2 separate regions of the Callithrix jacchus genome follow, and region 1 is linked to region 2. Evidence: chromatin contacts called from public Hi-C data. All regions are on one chromosome and are shown on one strand. The core of a region is the stretch at or near the end of the contact, and the rest is flanking DNA. Distances in the headings are between cores, read along the strand shown. Region 1 holds the start of RASD1 (ras related dexamethasone induced 1). Region 2 has its middle 62 kb from the start of PEMT.

The links. A called contact is a pair of places that touch in the nucleus more often than the background predicts.
Region 1: a contact with region 2 is called in a Hi-C map of skeletal muscle, with 4 times the contacts expected there. The contact joins the promoter of RASD1 here to the enhancer-like site in region 2. A contact is called at or near these places in 2 of 3 Hi-C or Micro-C datasets (induced pluripotent stem cells and skeletal muscle).

The regions. Positions count from the first base shown.
Region 1 is chr5:69,652,890-69,658,775 of calJac240_pri, forward strand. RASD1 (ras related dexamethasone induced 1) reads left to right here and starts at 1,302. Exons shown (of 2, transcript XM_002747874.7): 1 at 1,302-1,795; 2 at 1,987-3,223. The coding sequence starts at 1,510. The coding sequence ends at 2,534. It overlaps MED9 (mediator complex subunit 9), which reads right to left. Exons shown (of 2, transcript XM_002747875.4): 2 at 4,386-5,886.
Region 2 is chr5:69,499,987-69,505,592 of calJac240_pri, forward strand. No RefSeq gene overlaps it. Among named protein-coding and RNA genes, the nearest start is that of PEMT, 62 kb to the right of the region's middle. Within about 2 kb of position 1,790, at least 1 of the 16 cell types and tissues checked has an H3K27ac peak or open chromatin away from gene starts, as enhancers often do. A contact at or near this core is called in skeletal muscle, where this site is marked.

The DNA.
Region 1 (5,886 bases), core at 52-2,551, 150 kb after region 2:
TAATGGTCCCCTAGGTTTCTCCTAAATCAGACATGGCCAAAGCAAAACACTGAGTGCACAGCCTTGCCTGTAGTGACTGGGAGCAGTGGCTTCCTCAAGCACTCCGGGCTGAGGAGCAGGCTCCAGATACCTTATTGCCAACGTTCAGCAACATCACCCCAGGACTCCTGTTACTGATCAACCTTGAGTGGGCCTGAGTGTACCCCCACCAGGCCCCATGGATCAACACTACTGTTATTGTCACGATTACCCCACCTGCCCTCCTAAACTATTTGCATATTTTCATCCATAATCACAGAACCAGAATCACCATCTTCCAGAAGGGAAAGCTGAGGCCCAGGAGAAGGCAAGAGGCTGTGCTGTGCTCCCAGGGCTCACTGTGGCTTTGAGCTCAGGTTCTCTCAGCTAGACAATGAGGTCGGCCCACGTGCCGCAGAGTAAAGATCCAAAATGCTATGGGGGAGCGGGGTGGGCCCTGGCCCTTCGGGTGGGACGCTGGCTGCAGAGCCCTCCATGCCACAGAGCATCTCTGGCTGGAAGAAAGGAAGCTGAGGCCTGCAGCAGAGCGCGGGGTTGGGGACCGCTCTTGCTGGGTCCCAGCCTGGCGCTCCGAGGCCCCTGCCCCGTCCCTCCCGCTCACCACCCGCCCCGCTCCTCGCCTGTTCCAGCATTGAACGCGGCGCCCGCAGCTTCCCCGCGCCATCGGCCGGGCCCTCTGCTGCCCTCTGGCGGCCTGAGCGCGCGGTGCCGAGCTGCGCGCCAGAGGCCCGGAAACCCGTTGTCAGCCCGGCTTCCGCCTCCCGGGAACAAGCGCCGGGCTGGGGACCGGAGCGGGAGGTGTCTGGGCTATGCTCTGGGGACTTCAATATACGGTCCGCGCAAGCCCCCAGCAAACGCTGCTGCGCTTACTGGGTTACTTACTAGATCTCTCTGGGGAAACTGAGAACCAAAGAAAGTGAGTGTACGCGCGCGGGAGGAGCTGGAAGGGGGCTCCTTGCTAGAGGTCGCAGAGGGTCGGGGCACCGCCGAGACCAGAACCCCAACACCCCTGCGGCAGCCGAGCCCGCGGCGGTGGAAGAGCGGAGTCCAAGCGCCTCCAGCCTCAGCCCGACCCTGGACTCAGTTTCCCCCAGCCCCCGCGCCCAGAGAGCAGGAGCGGGGCAGCGGTCGGCGAGGTCGCAGGGGCCTGGAGCGGGTGCGGGGGAGGCGGGTCTCGCGGGGCGTGACGCACCAAGCTGGGAGGGCCGGGGCGGGGCGGCCACGCAGGCTGCATATAAGGGCGGCGGCCGGGCGCCAAAGCCAGAGCGAGCTGCCTGTGCCCAGAGCCCGGGAGACTCTGAGCCGAGCGCAAACCCAAGCCCAGCTCGAGCGAAGCCGGATCCCCAAGCCCGAGCCGCGCCCAGCCCGAGCAGAGCCCTCCGGCCGCTAACCCGCGCGCCTCCCCAGCGCCTCCGGCCACTCTCCGCCCTTCGCTCGGCCCCGCTCCCGCCCTCGCGGCCCCTCTGCCCAATGAAACTGGCCGCGATGATCAAGAAGATGTGCCCCAGCGACTCGGAGCTGAGTATCCCGGCCAAGAACTGCTATCGCATGGTTATCCTCGGCTCGTCCAAGGTGGGCAAGACGGCCATCGTCTCGCGCTTCCTCACCGGCCGCTTCGAGGACGCCTACACGCCCACCATCGAGGACTTCCACCGCAAGTTCTACTCCATCCGCGGCGAGGTTTACCAGCTCGATATCCTCGACACGTCCGGCAACCACCCGTTCCCCGCCATGCGACGCCTCTCCATCCTCACAGGTGAGCCGGGGGCCGGGCAGGCGCCGGAGGGAAGGGCGGGGAACCCTCTGCCAGGACAGCCCGCGAGCGCCAGTCGCGCGCCTCGCGCTTGGAGAGGCAAGCGCGCCCCGCGCGACCCCGAAGTCAGCCCAACTTGTCCCCTGGACAGCCACCCTCACCTTCTCCTTTTCTGCTCTCTGTGCCCCCTCTAGGAGACGTTTTCATCCTGGTGTTCAGCCTGGACAACCGCGACTCCTTCGAGGAGGTTCAGCGGCTCAGACAGCAGATCCTCGACACCAAGGCTTGCCTCAAGAACAAAACCAAGGAGAACGTGGACGTGCCCCTGGTCATCTGTGGCAACAAGGGTGACCGGGACTTCTACCGCGAGGTGGAGCAGCGCGAGATCGAGCAGCTGGTGGGCGACGACCCCCAGCGCTGCGCCTACTTCGAGATCTCAGCCAAGAAGAACAGCAGCCTGGACCAGATGTTCCGTGCACTCTTCGCCATGGCCAAGCTGCCAAGCGAGATGAGTCCGGACCTGCACCGCAAGGTCTCCGTGCAGTACTGCGACGTGCTGCACAAGAAGGCGCTGCGGAACAAGAGGCTGCTGCGGGCCGGCGGCGGCGACCCGGGCGACGCCTTCGGCATCGTGGCACCCTTCGCGCGCCGGCCAAGCGTGCACAGCGACCTCATGTACATCCGAGAAAAGGCCAGCGCCGGCAGCCAGGCGAAGGACAAGGAGCGCTGCGTCATCAGCTAGGAGCCCCACCGCGCCGGCAGCCACACGACATAAGGAGGACCTTTTTGTTTAAGTCAAATCCAACGGCCCGGCACGCCCCGTGCGCCCCGGGGCCGCGAGCGCGCGGACTGGACTAGCGTCTTCCCTCCCCGCGATCCGCCCCCAGCGCTGGGGAGGCGCCACTGAACCAAGAAGGGACAGTCATCTGCTCTGGAAGGAAAGAGAACTGGCCAAGACTGAGACTACTCCCACCCTCACCCCATCCCATCCCCACAACTTGGCGGGGTGGGGGGCAAGGGCCCTGCCGAGAGTGGCATTGTCTTCTCAAAGACCTAAGAGTGAGTGCGGGGTGGGGGTGATGTGAAGTTATCCAGCCTGTTAGGCTTCAAGAAACCGTCCTGCCCGGCTTGAGGGTCAGGACCCACGGGGCATTATCTTGTCTGTGATTCCGGGTTGCCATGACAGCCGGCAGAACCTGTGCCCTCCCAAAACTAAGGGGGGCTGGGTCAAATCATAGCCAAGTGACTTGTTTACATGTGAGTGAAACTGCACAAAGGAACACAAAACCAAACTTGCACTTTAACAGTAGTTCCGGTGTCAACACGGACACCAACAAAACCTCACCCTGGTATTTGTACTGCGTGTGTGCGAGTGAGGTCTTTATTACTGTTGGTTTTTAAATATACAATAAAATAATTTAAAATGGAAAACCGGTTTTTCTTTGCTTTTAGAGATGGCTGGAGGCGGGAAGGGTAGGGAGAGGGAAGGGGCTGGGCTTTGACTTGTGTGGAACTAGAACTTAACCTTCCTCGGAACTGGAAAATACCCTGCCCTTCTGAAAGCAGCTTTGGCGGCCAGAAAGGCCCTAGGTGCCTGGGGCATCTATGCAGGGGATGGTTCCCTACAAAACCAGGACGAAGGTAAAGGATTTCAGGGTCCCTCCTGGAGATGAACTCTTTCTAGCCACCTACCCGCTTAATTTTCTTTGTGTTTGATGACAAAAGGCCTCATTTTCTAAGAAAACGTTCTGAATTCTCCTTAGCCCAAGGGCCACTGGAACTGTGCCTAGCCATTTTGTCACCAGACTCAGTGTGGGCCCAGGCGAACTCTCAGACTGGGAGGTATCACTCAGGCCCTGAGGAAAGACCCTGAGACCCATCTGGAAGCAGGTCCATCCAGGTGCCCACTCCCACCCCCTCCCTCCAGGGTGCCACCCTGGCAGGAAACAGCTAACCCTTGGGCGTCTGCTCCCTTCTAGCTCCAGGCAGTGCTCAAGCCCAGGAGTGGAGCCCCATGCACCCCTCAGCCTTGCTATCTCCCTCTCATGCCTAAGGCACCCAGGAACACCTCTGTCACTAGTACTGCAAACCTGGGGCAGAGCACCCTCTGCATGGGCTTGCTGTGAGGATTAAGTGTGGTATCTGAAAAGTACTTAGCACAAATGCATGCCACCCAGTAATCCAAATAATTAGTGGCTTTGAGAGGGTGCTCAGCCCTGTGAGGAACACTCAACAATTGTCCTAGAAGGATTTCAACCCTGCTCAGGGAGGGCAGTTCTGGCAGGACTAAACCTCCAGTCACCAAAAGGCACTGGACCCCCACTCCCACCCTGCCACTCCATCAAAGGCAACCACGGATGCCCAGGGGCCCGTGCCAGGCAGGGGCAGGGATGACCTGCCAGGCAAACTCCCCTTGAGGCCAGCCGGGAGAGGAGTTCCTGTTCCACACTGGTTCAGCAGGTGAGTGGAGGGAGTTGAGGAACAGAGGGTTGGTTCTGTGTCTGAACAGAGTAAGAGAAACATTTTCCTCTAAATGATCTGAGAGCATCCCACTATGAATTTCTCAGTACAGAAAGCATGATGTCCAGAAACAGCAGAGTACAAGTCCTTTTAATTATGCGTTTGAATGTCACAAGTCAAAACAGGAACACAAGGTAGGCTCCAGCTCCCTCCACCCGCGTGAGGAGCCCTTGTTCATTTCAGCCTTGCATTCAGACCCCAAGGGTCTTAGATTTCCATGTGCTTCATGTTTCATGGTATCTGTCAGAGCCTTAAAAGTGGCCGACCCGCAACTGTGAAATTTCAAGGAAATAACTGATTCAGTTAAATAACAGTTCCAAGGTAGAACTGGTCTAACAGGTGACCACCCACTTGAATTCCGAGCCTACTTTTTTGTGCAAAGCCACTGAAATCTGGTCTCCTCCTTCACACATCCCCAGGTCCCCAATATACCACCCACATTCTGATAGGTAGCTGCAGTTGGACACTAATGGCAGCTCTGCTAAAAACATCTTCACCCAGTCCTCCTACCAATGAGGTCAGTTGGCGGGCATCTGCTAAGTCCCCGAAGTGGTCAGCGCAGGTTGTGTGCTCATTCCTAGACCCAAACAACACTCCAGGACTTGGCACCCCCTCTTGGAGAAGCAAGGGTGAGAACTACTCCTACCTCAATTTGACAGTCAAGGGAGAGCAAACAAAGAAAATGTCCCATCCGGAAGAAATCAGGGATGCTGGGGAAATGAGGGCTGCTATAAACCTTTAAGAGCTCAAACTTGGCTGTGTCACTGTCAGGCCTAGCTCATGGCTGAGGACCACCCGAACTGCCCCTCTCTGAACACAAGGTGCATCATGAACCCCTCTGCAGCATAGTACACATCGCTGCCACAAGTGAGAACAGAAGGGAAAGACCTTTTCACCACGGCAATGGGAATCTGAAATGACAGAAGACAGGTCTGTCCGCCTGAAGACCTCTTCCAGCCTGAGTGGAAAGGACGGCCCCTTGCCAGCCCTGGGCACTGACTGAAGGTGCCGAGCAAGGAAGAGAGCAAGCGCTGAAGGAGAGGAGAGTGCTAGGAAGCAGGGAAGCTGCAGCCAGGGGCTGCCTGGCAGGGGTGTGGGCCGACACCCCCACAGCTATAGTTCCTTCACCGCTCAAACAGAAAAGGAACCAAACTGGGAAAAAAGCCACCCTGTGGCCTTTCAAAACATTCTCTCACAGCTCTATGCCATATGAGCGCAGGCTTAATTTGTCCAGTGGATTCTATGCAAGTGTTTCAAGAAGCTGCTGCTAACAGGAACAATATGTACCTGGTACACACTGATCCTATGGGGGTGGGAGGAGGGGGAGGGAAGGAAGCAGAGAGGAACCGCCTCCCTTCTTACTGTGTTCTTCAGATCTGTCAGTGGGGCTGGATGCGAAGCAGATGGCCCCCTCCCCAGAGGCAAGGGAGAGTCCTCCACCCCCTCCGCAGCCTCCAGGAGCATTCTGACTTCCACCAGCAGGCACTCCAGTTATTATGCATCTAGACATATGGATCTACACAAGGAAGCCCCAGCACAGCCAAGCTCTCGGCGCTGGCTCCCGCACAGGAACC
Region 2 (5,606 bases), core at 540-3,039:
GCCAAGATCATGCCACCACACTCCAGCCTGGGTGACAGAGCGAGACACTATCTCAAAACGAAACAAAACTGTTTTCATCTATTAGTCTGGCTTATTGGTAAGCTCTTTCCATATGTAAAGTCTTGTCCTTCAGTTCTGAGACATTTTCTTGACTTATATGATCAATGATTTCCACCTCTCCATTTTCTCTGTTCTTACTTTCTGGAACTCCAGTAATTCAGATACTGGCCCTTCTGTTAGGATCTGTGACATTTTGTTTTTTTATTTTCCATCTCACTTCTTCAATTTTATCTTCTAATCCTTATTTCGAGGTTTTAATTTCTATATGTATGTAAGTGTAAATATATATTACATATCCACCCATATACTGCCCATAAATATGATATATAAAGAATATATAGTATATATTATAAATATATTAATATAAAACATATAAGTAGGTAATTTTCATGGCCTCTTTTCTGTTCTCCGAATATCCCTTTTATCTTACGTTCTGTTCTTGTTTTATGATTGCAATTCTCTTATCTCTCTGAGGATACTGATGAAATTGTTACTCATTTTTGAAGTTTCCTTCTTCCTATAGGGTCTCACTCTGTCACCCAGGATGGAGTATAGTGGCATAATCATAGCTCACTGTAACCTCAAACTCTTGGGCTCAAGCCATCCTCCCCCCTCAGCCTTTCCAGTACCTCCCAGGACTATAGGTGCACACCACTAAGCCCAGCTAGTTTCAAGATTCTTTGGAGAGATGAGGTCTTGCTATGTTGCCCAGGTTAGTCTTGAACTCCTGGCCTCCAGGAGTGATCCTCCCACCTCAGCCTCCCAAAGTGCTGGGATTACAGGCTTGAGCCACCACAACTGGCCCTCTTTAGGATTCTTGAGAACCTAGTATACACTCCATATGTTATGCTGAACATTTACAATTATGCTGTAAGATACATTATCTCCAACTTACAGATTAAAAAAAGATAATCAGTTGGGTGCGATAGCTCATACCTGTAATGCCAGCACTATGGGAGGCCAAGGTGGGTGGATCACCTGAGGTCAGGAGTTCAAGACCAGCCTGGCCAAACATGGTAAAATCCTGTCTCTACTTAAAATACAAAAATTAGCCGGGCATGGTAGCAGGCACCTATAATTCCAGCTACTGGGGAGGCTGAGGCGGGAGAACTGTTTGAATTTAGGAGGCAGTGGGTACACTGAGCTGAGACCATGCTACTACACTCCAGCCTGGGCAACAAGAGCAAAACTCTGTCACACACAAAAATAATAGTAATAATAAAAATAATTGGCCAGGGGCGGTGGCTCATGCCTGGAATCCCAGCACTTTGGGAGGCCGAGGTGGGCAGATCACAAGGTCAGGAGTTTGATCTGTCTGATCAACATAGTGAACCCCCTTCTCTACTAAAAATAGAAAAAATTAGCCAGGTTTGGTGGCACATGCCTGTAATCCCAGCTACTTGGGAGGCTGAGGCAGGAGAATCACATGAACCCAGGAGGCGGAAGTTTCAGTGAGCTGAGATTGAGCCACTGCACTCCAGCCTGGGTGACAGTGTGAGACAGTAAAAAAAAAAAAAAAAAAAAAAAAATCAAAGTTCACCACGTTGCCTTTTTCTGTCTGTTGATTTTGGTCTTTCTTGTCTGGGGCTTTGCCCAGGTTTCGGGTAGCGTCTGGACCCTGCAGAGCACTGCTGACTCACGGCCTCACTCTCGGGTCTGTCAGCTGCTGTGGCAGAGCGTCAGAAACGGGGCGCTCAATCAGCCGAAGCTTGTTTCTCACGTGCTGGAGGCTGGAAATGCGAGACCGCAGGGTCAGCAGAGCTGACTCCTTCTGAGGCCTCTCTCCTTGGCTTGTGGACCGTGTCTTCTCCCTGTGCCTTACGTAGCCTTCCCTTTCTCCGTGTCTGTGCAAATTCCTGCTCCTTATTCGGGCACCAGCCGTGTTGGATTAGGGCCATCCGTGTGACCTCATTCCACCTCAATCCCCTCTTTAAAAGCCGTCTCCACATGCAGCCACATTCGGAGGTGCCAGGGGTTAGGACTTCATCTGGGGGATCTGAGGAGACACGGTGCAGTCTGTAGCACCCCCATACTCCTGAAGCCTGGCTCTCTGGCCTAGGTTCCACTGCTTCCTGGAAATAGCTCCTTCCAGAGTCACCGGCCACCCTCTTGATGTCCATTCCCCCGGAGAGAGGCTCCTCTGTCCTCTAGCTGACTCTCAGCGGCATGTGACCCCATGGCTCACCGCTTCTCCTGAGAGTCTCTGTCATCCGTTGGGTCTCCTTTCAAGCCAGTTTTCCTACCACATCTCTGCATTGTGCTGCGTCCTGGACTTCAAAATTTGGGCAACCCCAGAACCCTGTAGTCTTATTCCTTCAGCTTCACCAAGGCTGTGGGGTCTACTGACCACCTGCCTCAGAATGACACAGGGTAGGTTGGGGGATGCTTGTAAAAAGCCAGATTCCAGATGGGCACGGTGGCTCCCGCCCATAGTCCCGGTGCTTTGGGAGGCTGAGGCAGGCGGATCGCTTAATCGATCCTCCACCATGGCAGCATGGTGACCCCATCTCTACAAAAAATACAAAAATTAGCCAGGTGTGGTGGCGCATGCCTGTAATCCCAGCTACTCTGGAGGCTGAGGCGGGAAAGTCCCTGAGTCCAGGAAGCTGACGCTGCAGTGAGCTGAGATCACGACACTGCACTCCAACCTGGGTGACAGAGTTAAACCCTGTCACCAAAAACATCAAAACATCAACAAAACCCTCAGATTCCCAGGCCACATGTGACGCTGTCTCAGCCAGCATCTCTGGGGGTGGGGCCCAGGATGCTTCCTCTTTAATAAGATCCCTAAATGAATCTTATGCACACTAAATAGTATCTAACATTTGCTAAGCAGTCACCAGGCACCGACCTAAGCCCTGGGCAAATATTAACTAACTGAATCTTCCCAGCAACTCTATGAGATAGGAACGGATTCCTTCCACTTTGGGAAGAGAAGGATGCTCAGAGAGATTCAGTAACTCGCCCAATGCACGGTGCTTATAAATGGCAGTGCTGGGATTTGAGCCCAGGCCACTGGCTTCAGAGCCCATGAATCCACCGCTGTTGGTGTCACAGGGTTCAGATAGTTGTTCTGGGAAACCTGTCAGCCGGCACCTGAACTCTCCAAGCCCTCAGATTTGAGCCCAGGGTCCTGTCACCAGCCCAGACCCTCCCCTGAGGCTGACCCTTCTGTCCCTACCAGGATGTCTCAGGCATCTCCCACCCATATTCTGGACTTATTCTTCATCTTCCTCCCAGAGCACTCCTGCCCCAGGGTTTCCCACCCTGATGAGCCTGACTACTGAGCCACCAATCTGCCTCCCTCCTTTCCCTCCCCTCCCATGTCCCCTCTCTTCTGACCTCCCACTTCCTCAGGCTTTGCCCCTCCTCCCTGCCCCTTCCTATTCCCTTGGCCATGTCCCTTCCCCCTGTTAGCTTTTAAACACACCTCCAATCCCCTCCCCGCATCCCCCTTCCCCCTCACAGTCACTGAACCCACCTCCAATCTCCTCCCCCTGCAACCCCCTTCCCCCTCGCAGCCCCTGAACCCACCTCCAACCCCTCCCCCCACATCTCCTTCCCCCCCGCAGCCCCTGAACCCTCCTCCAATCCCCTCCCCCACCTTCCCCCTCACAGTCCCTGAACACACCTCCAATCCCCTCCCCCCACCTCCCCTTCCCCCCACCGCAGCCCCTGAACCCACCTCCCCTCCCCCACATCCCCCTTCCCCTCACAGCTTCTGAATCCACCTCCAACCCCTCCCCCCACATCACCCTTCCCCCCTGCAGACCCTGAACCCACCTCCAACCTGTTCCCCCACATCCCCTCCCCCCCACCCCCGCAGCCCCAGAACACACCTCCAGTGCCTCCCCCAACACCTCCCTTCTCCTTGGAGGCCCCAGAACCCTTCCCAATCTGCAAAATCTGGCCACTCCGTTTCCCTGCTGAAGAGCCACCGAGGGCTGCACGTTGGCACAGATGAAATCTAAATCCCTTTCCTGGCTGGCGCTCAGGGCTGCATCTAGCCTGTGCTCTTGCCAATACTCTGGGCAGTCTGCGGCTCTCAGAAGCTATCCTGCGCTGGTGCCTTCGGTGCCCGCCCTTTCCCCTGCCTGGGACTCTGTTTCTCCTTTTCTTTGTCGGTAAATTATTATTTTTCTTTTTTTTTTTTTTTTGAGATGGAGTTTCTCTCTTGTTACCCAGGTTGGAGTGCAAAGGCGCTATCTCGGCTCACCGCAACCTCCGCCTCCTGGGTTCAGGCAATTCTCCTGCCTCAGCCTGCTGAGTAGCTGGGATTACAGGCTCGCGCCACCGTGCCCAGCTAATTTTTTGTATATTTTTTTAGTAGAGACGGGGTTTCACCATGTTGACCTGGGTGGTCTCGATCTCTTGACCTCGTGATCCACCCGACTTGGCCTCCCAAAGTGCTGGGATTACAGGCTTGAGCCACCGTGCCCGGCCTATTTTTCTTTCTTAAAAAAATTTTTTTCTTTTGAGACGGAGTCTCACTCTTGTTGCCCAGGCTGGAGTGCAGTGGCATAATCTTGGCTCACTGCAACCTTTGCCCCACAGAATCAAGGGATTCTCCTGACTCAGCCTCCTGAGTAGCTGGGATTACAGGCATCTGCCACCACGTCTGGCTAATTTTTCTGTTTTAGTAGAGACAGGATTTCACCATGGTGGCCAGGCTGGTCTCGAACTCCTGACCTTGGCCTCCCAAAGTGCTGGGATAACAGGCATGAGCCACCCTGCCCAGCCTAAATTTTTAATTGAGGTAAAATTCACAGAGAAGTCGCCATTGTGGCCATTTTAGAGTACAGTTCGGTAGTTTGGGGGATACTCACGATGTTTTACAACTGCCACTATCTAGATCCAGAACCTTTTCATCCCCCTAGAAGGAAACCTGAGCCTCCTGATTCCCCTCGCCGCAGCCCCTGGCAACCATGCATGTGCTCTCTGTCTCTGTGGGTTTGCTCGTCCTGGACATTCCGTCTGAGTGGACTTGTAGGTGACTTTTGTGTCTGCTGCTTTTGCTTCGGAAAATGTTTGCAATTCATCCATGTTGTAGCATGGATGAGGAGTTTGTTCCTTTTTTAAAAATTAGCCAGGCGTGGTGGCTCATGCCTATAATCCCAGCACTTTGAGAGGCCAAGGTGGGTGGATCTCCTGAGGTCAGGAGTTCAAGACCAGCCTGGCCAACATGGTGAAACCCTGTCTCTACTAAAATCCAGAAAAATTAGCTAGGCATGGTGGTGCATGCCTGTAGTCCCAGCTACTACTCCGGAGACTAAGACAGGAGATTCCCTTGAATCGGGAGGTGGAGGTTGCAGTGAGCCCAGATGGCGCCATTGCTCTCCAGCCAGGGCAATAAGAGAATAACTCCATCTCAAAAAAAAATTAATTTTCTTCTTTTTTAAGGCTGAATAATAATCTATTGTATGGGCATACCACATTCTGTCTATTTATCCGTTGATAGACACCTCGGTCGTTTCCACCTCTGGCTCTTAGGACTGCTGTGAACACGCATGTACAAGTTCCCATGTGTATGGGTCCATTCTCCCGGT